Regions from separate parts of the Zea mays genome. Here region 2 is linked to region 1. A link is a contact called in public Hi-C data. All regions are on one chromosome and are shown on one strand. Each heading gives the region's core, a stretch centred on a gene start, on an enhancer-like site or on the middle of the called end of the contact. The rest is flanking DNA. Distances are from core to core; before and after follow the strand shown.

What was found. Hi-C and Micro-C count contacts between places; a contact is called where the count stands out from the background.
Region 2: a Hi-C map of leaf shows a contact between it and region 1, with 2.7 times the contacts expected there. The contact joins the enhancer-like site here to the promoter of LOC103626911 in region 1. A contact is called at or near these places in 2 of 25 Hi-C or Micro-C datasets (ear and leaf).

The regions. Positions count from the first base shown.
Region 1 is chr5:135,110,622-135,113,625 of Zm-B73-REFERENCE-NAM-5.0, forward strand. LOC103626911 (F-box protein At3g58530-like) reads right to left here and starts at 1,428. Exons shown (of 12, transcript NM_001301565.1): 1 at 1,150-1,428. The coding sequence starts at 1,308.
Region 2 is chr5:135,769,996-135,772,774 of Zm-B73-REFERENCE-NAM-5.0, forward strand. No RefSeq gene overlaps it. Among protein-coding and RNA genes, the nearest start is that of LOC103626915, 110 kb to the right of the region's middle. Within about 2 kb of position 1,331, at least 4 of the 20 cell types and tissues checked have an H3K27ac peak or open chromatin away from gene starts, as enhancers often do. A contact at or near this core is called in leaf, where this site is marked.

The sequences.
Region 1 (3,004 bases), core at 178-2,677:
CTCTTTGGGAATCGCTAGTGTGGCTGATGCTTTCTCTTATCTTGCTCTTCTTGTAACAGAACACACTTTTGGCCTTTTGGGTGCTTTGTTGCTCAGGTGTAGCAGTCGGTTAAGCATATCAAACTTCTCTCACTTGTTGCAGGCTTTTTTCTTGTGTAGCTAGTTGTCTGAGGCAGATCTCTAGCTGCTCAGGGACACTCTGTATGGCTTGCTTCTGTTTTCTGTCTCTAAACCTGAATATTTCTGAATTTCCGTTTTCTGTTACGGGCCGTTTGGATTTATTCATTTTGAAGGAATTAAAATTTACTTAATAAAGTAATCGCTTAGAATTTGACTTTCCACCACTTTTCAAAGCTAAGATATAAACTTATCTTAAATTAATGGGGTAAAATATGGGAAATGATTTTATGCATCAACGAAATATGTTTCTACTCTATAACTTATAAAACGCTCTTATGCTCACTCCTATACAGTAGAAATGTAGCACGTAAACATCTCCCTTATATTGCTAATATATTTCACATAAAAGTAAACCATATTATTTTAATTGAACTTTGCCTAAATTACTATTACGGGGCGTTTGGATTTATTCATTTTAGAGGAATTGGAATTTACTTAATAAAGTAACCTTTTTAGCTTGAAATTTAATATCCCACCACTTTCTAAAGTTCAGATATAAGCCTATCTCAAATTCATGGGTGGAAGATGCGAAATGATTTTATGTCTCAGTAGAATTTGTTTCTACTCTACAACTTATAGGACACTCTTTGACTTACTCCTTTATTGACTCACTCCTTTATAGTAAAAATATAGCACATAAATATATCCGACATCTTGCTAATAATAGTATATAAATATATTTAGTATAAAACCAAATTAGCTTAATTGATATGTGCCTAAATTATTATTATTAGAATGGAATTCGATTCTAAAGATCCAAACGGGATGTTATTAGAATGGAATTCAATTCCAAGGATCCAAATGAGCCGTTAATGGAATAGAGGTTGGCCTCGTGTTAAAAAAAATAATCTTCGGCCAAAGCTAAGGTGAGTGAGGGCTTAAACATCGACAGCAACGATTCCAATTAAACCAGCTAAAACTGGTAACAGAAGCAGAACCGGAAGTTAGGGATTGTCAAGCGATGCGCACCTCCCAGAGCCTGGAGTTAGCAACGAGGGCACGGTAGCACCAGGGACTGACAGCAAGCAGCGCGCATGCGTCCCGCTGCGGAAGGCGCCGACACACCAGTTCCATCACCCGTGGCACCGTCTTCCGGCACCATGCCTCGTCCGCCGCCGGCGCCGCCATCACCGAGTCGGGAGGGGAACCTCGCTCGCTGTGGGAAATTTTGTTTCGCCGCGGACAAGGATGTGGATGTCCCACCAAAGCCTGTTTAGGCCCAAATCCAACCTAGTGCCATGCCTACACATTAGGCCCTGTTCGAGTATTGGTAGCCACGTATTTTTACAGTTCTATTGCAAAACCATAGAATAGTATTTATGAGAGCACCTAAAGGGGTGAATACCTATAAAAATTAAAACTAAATAACACAAACTTGGTTTATGAAATGTTAGTGAAATCAAAATCAATGTGCTATGTCTAAAGAGAAAGATGTGACTTCTTTACTTAATTGCTCTTCACAAAGTGAGTATTAAATTTAGAGAAATTATCAAGTGAATAGAAGTAGAGAGAATCACACAAGAATAATAACAGGTGACACAGCGATTTTTATCATGTGGTTCGGCCAAGTAGGACACTTGCCTACTTTCACGTTGTGGCGTCCCAATGGACGAGGGTTGCACTCGATCCGTTTCAAGCGATCCAATGATCCACTTGAATACCACGGTTTTCTTCCTTAGTAGATGTTTCCCTTTTGTGAGGAATCTCCACAAGTTGGAGCCTCTCACCGTTCCAATATTGACATAATAAAAACCACAAGAGTAGCTCCGGTACGACGGATGCGTAGCTCCGGTACGACGGGTGCGTAGCTCCGGCGAGCTCCACGGGCTCCGGCGACGGTGTGGCGAACTCCAGCGACGGCGGCGGTGGCTCAAACAGCGAGGAGAGTGAGAGAGAGTAGGGGCGAGTGTTGGAACTTGCTCTCCTGGGCAAGTTGATCCAACGGGGGAGTGGAACGAGCGCAAGCAAAGTTTAATGCGGGATGGCAAAAGCTATGTTGGTCTGGCCTCTCACGGGCACTATACGGGGGTATTTATAGGTACTCGAGCGGCCACCCGTCAATTGTCAAAGACGTTTATGCCCTCGAGTACCCTGTCTGTCCCTAGAATATTCCCACAGGAGGAGGTTACATACTGTCATTACAGGAAAGGCTATTATAGACGCGGCCCATAATACACTTATCCACGCGGGGCCCGTTACAGTGGGCCAAATCCCACCTGGGCCTCCCCGCACGGTGAGGGCGTGGGACTAGTAGACTTCGATAGAGCCTTTGTCTTGCCTTGTAGAGGACGAAAGGGGACCGCGTCGATCTTCCTCCGATCGACGCCTCCAGCTTGCTCGGGCGCGCTCTGTGGATGTGGTCTTCGTCACGAAGGCATGGAGCGAAGGGTAGCGTGTTCGCCTACGCCCCAACATTTGCCCTCCGAGGAGCCAGTTCGACGAAGTCATCTGGTGCCGAAGATGTCGCTAGATGGTGGAGACGCTGCCCTCGCTCGAAGTGGTCCCGCGGGTTTTTTTTGAAATGTGACAGTTGATGGATGTGTTACTGTTGGACTAAGGGCTTCCCGAAGCGTCGCGTCCTGTCTATAAAAGGGGGCGGCGCGGTCGAGACTATCTTTTACCCGTTGCATGCATCGTAGAAATCCTAACTTTCTCAACCCGCTCGTCTGCCCTCCTGCTTCAGAAATCTGGCCCGTGTCAAGCAGACCGCACGCCGCCGCCGACGATATGTAGCAATGTCTTCTTCCTCATCTGCTTCGAGTGCGTCGTCGATCGGTCCGTCGTCCGAGGATACCCTAAGTGATTTGGTGGCAACGGAGTTGCA
Region 2 (2,779 bases), core at 81-2,580, 660 kb after region 1:
GTTAGTGCTGTTTCAGTATCTGAACCTGAACTCTTTAGTGTTTTCACTCTACTTTGCTGCACAATAACTCTTGTTCTGAGTGTTTTAAACTTTGAGGTGCTATAAAAAATTGGTAGAGCTATGTTTAGGGAATAACTTTTGTTAAGGAAGATTGGTCTGTTGCCTTGTGAAATTGTGAGATCAAAGGGACTGAACAGGGAAGTGTGCGATGTGGTAGTGATGGCTGATGCAGTTGATTCAGTGTTTGGGTTAGGTTCTGAAGATCTTCCCCTTCCTGCTGGTTTCACTTGTGTTCTTGAGTTGAGAAAAGGTTGGGGTGGGTAACTAAGGTTCTAGAGGCCTCACCCCCCTGCAGAAAATATCAAGTTTTGAACCTATTAGTGCTTATCCACAGTGGAGGTCTTATCTGCTCATTTCCCTGTCTGTGTTACTGAACAAAGTTCAGTGCCTTGCTATGCATGTGATCATGCATGGTGTTGGTGTTTGGAAGCCACGTGTGTGAGCTTATGCAGTGCTGGCGTCCTTGGAGTCTTTTCCACCGTGGACTGGATGAGCTCAGTGACGCCTGCCCCTGCCTTCTTATCATGTTTGCTTCGAGACTTGGTTCAGTAGAACCTTTTCCTTGTCCTTGAGTTCTAGCCAAAGTTCATCGTGTGAGTGTTGTAGTTCTTGTGTTCATGTCGGTGTTAAACCCCCCCCAGTCACACTGGTTGATCTGCTCCCATTCTTCGCGTGGCGTTTTCTCTGTGTCTGGTGATCACGCGTTGACGTTTCATCCTCACCGTGGTCAGGCTAGTGTGATGTTGTTTCACGTTTTTAGTGTTCTAGCATCTATTATCGATGGTGAAGCTTACCGAGCTGGCCGTTCTAACTCTACTGCTGTGAGTTCTCTAGAACGTGGTTGCGACGTCGCAGAGCGGTGCCGTGAACCGTGGTCTAGGTAGGTCACTGGTACTCCTCGCGTCCTTAGTTCGAGTTCTACCGTGTTGCTACCCTGGGAACGGGCTTGCCGAGCCGAGAGCTCCATCGTTATCGTGGCCAGAGAAGGATTGTGCTTGGTGATCGTGTTGAAACCTTGTGACCAATTCACGCCAGCCAAGGACACGTTTTAGTGGTGGTTTGGGAGTGCCTGAAGTCTGCGCCGCCGCGTTCTTGGTTCTCTGTTCGCCAGAGTTGCCGACGGGAATCGGGGACGAGTCGTTGTAAAAGAAAAAGAGTAAGAACTGAGGGTATTAGATGCTCTTCTTAGAGAAACAAGCCAACAGTGGCTAGGGATTTTATTCATTTGTTCTTGGCGGCAAGGTCCTTTGCGAAAAGTGCGCAAGCTGGGCATGGGCCACGGGCTAGCTTTGTCTGGTGCACGGACCGTGCCAGCGGTTTTTGGCCCAGTCACTGTTGACTATTTTGCCTTTCTCTTTTAGTTGACAGCTTGTAAATTCTGTCTAAAATCGTAGAAAAATAGAAAATTCGCGAAAAATATTTTTTATAAGTTCATGGTAAAAATAATTTTAGAATTTTTGTAGCAATAAGTAAATTCTGAATTATTTAAAAGTGCCACTTTTAAGCATATTTGAAAGTTAACAATAAATTTTGAGCTCCAAAAATTATGGAAATTCCTGGATAAACTTAATATGTTCCTTTTAACCTCTAGTTAAAATCTGAGCCTTTTTGGAGGTCTTTTTTCTCAGAGAACCTAGTGTTTTCTAAAATAGAAAAGTTTATTCCTTAATTTAAGTATAGATTAGTCTTTTGTAGAAGAGGCTAGTTTATCAAGTGTATCTGGTCTTTGGGTGTAGTTTAAGTGTGCTCTAGTCCATTGCTATTTCTAGCTTGTAGGTGTAGTTTAGTAGTGCTTTTGGTTATCTTCTTTGCAAGTTGCATTTTCATGATATAGCACAAGCATTCATGATCATAACATGTCATGTAGAGCACCAAGAAGAAGTGGTTTTTGAAGAGAAGTTGGCTCCAGTGCTTGTTTGTCCAGTGGCTGGGTTCTTTCTAACTGGTTATCGTGGTAGAAAATCTTGAATCTCCTCCTGTGAAAGGCAAGCCCCGGTGCATTCGTCACTTGTATTTACAAAAAATTATCACCTTATATGATGCATTAGGTGATATGATGATTGATTAAACACTTGATGCATTACCATCCTTGAAAGATTGATTACCATACCTTGTCACCTGTTTTATAAAAGCTAGTCATGATTAGCCCTACTTATCTAGTAGGACTTGAAAATGATTTTGATCTCTAGATAATGTTTTTTGTAAAAAAAGGGCTTGGAATGATGAAGGCATCTAAGGCCTTGATGAATTAATCATCCAAGCATGGTACCTCTATCTGGTACCTAGTTTTTAAAATAAAGAATGTTTAAAACTTGAGACCGGGCGGTGGACTTGCACCGGAATGGAGTCTAGGTGTAGTGTCTCCATCTGAGTGGATTAAGGACCGTTCCATTGATTGGCATGTTGTGTTTGAGACTTTGCAACTAGCCACATGTTCATGTAAGCCTGAAACAAACTATTTCATACGTGAAAAGACAATCACGCACTGGGCGTGGGAGATGGTGGGAGTAGCAGGTACCCTCCTGCAAAGGGCTGGTTGGTAGGGTAATGTGCACCTAGGTAGTGCGGACATGTTCATGTAGTGGAGGATTTGTGGGAATGCTTGACACATGCAAGGGTTAGGTGCTACATATGTCGTGTAGTTATGGATGCCTAGCTAGGTGTAATTGGTTCGAATCGTCATTGCTCCTCAGTTATGGAGACTCAGCCAGGTGATCAT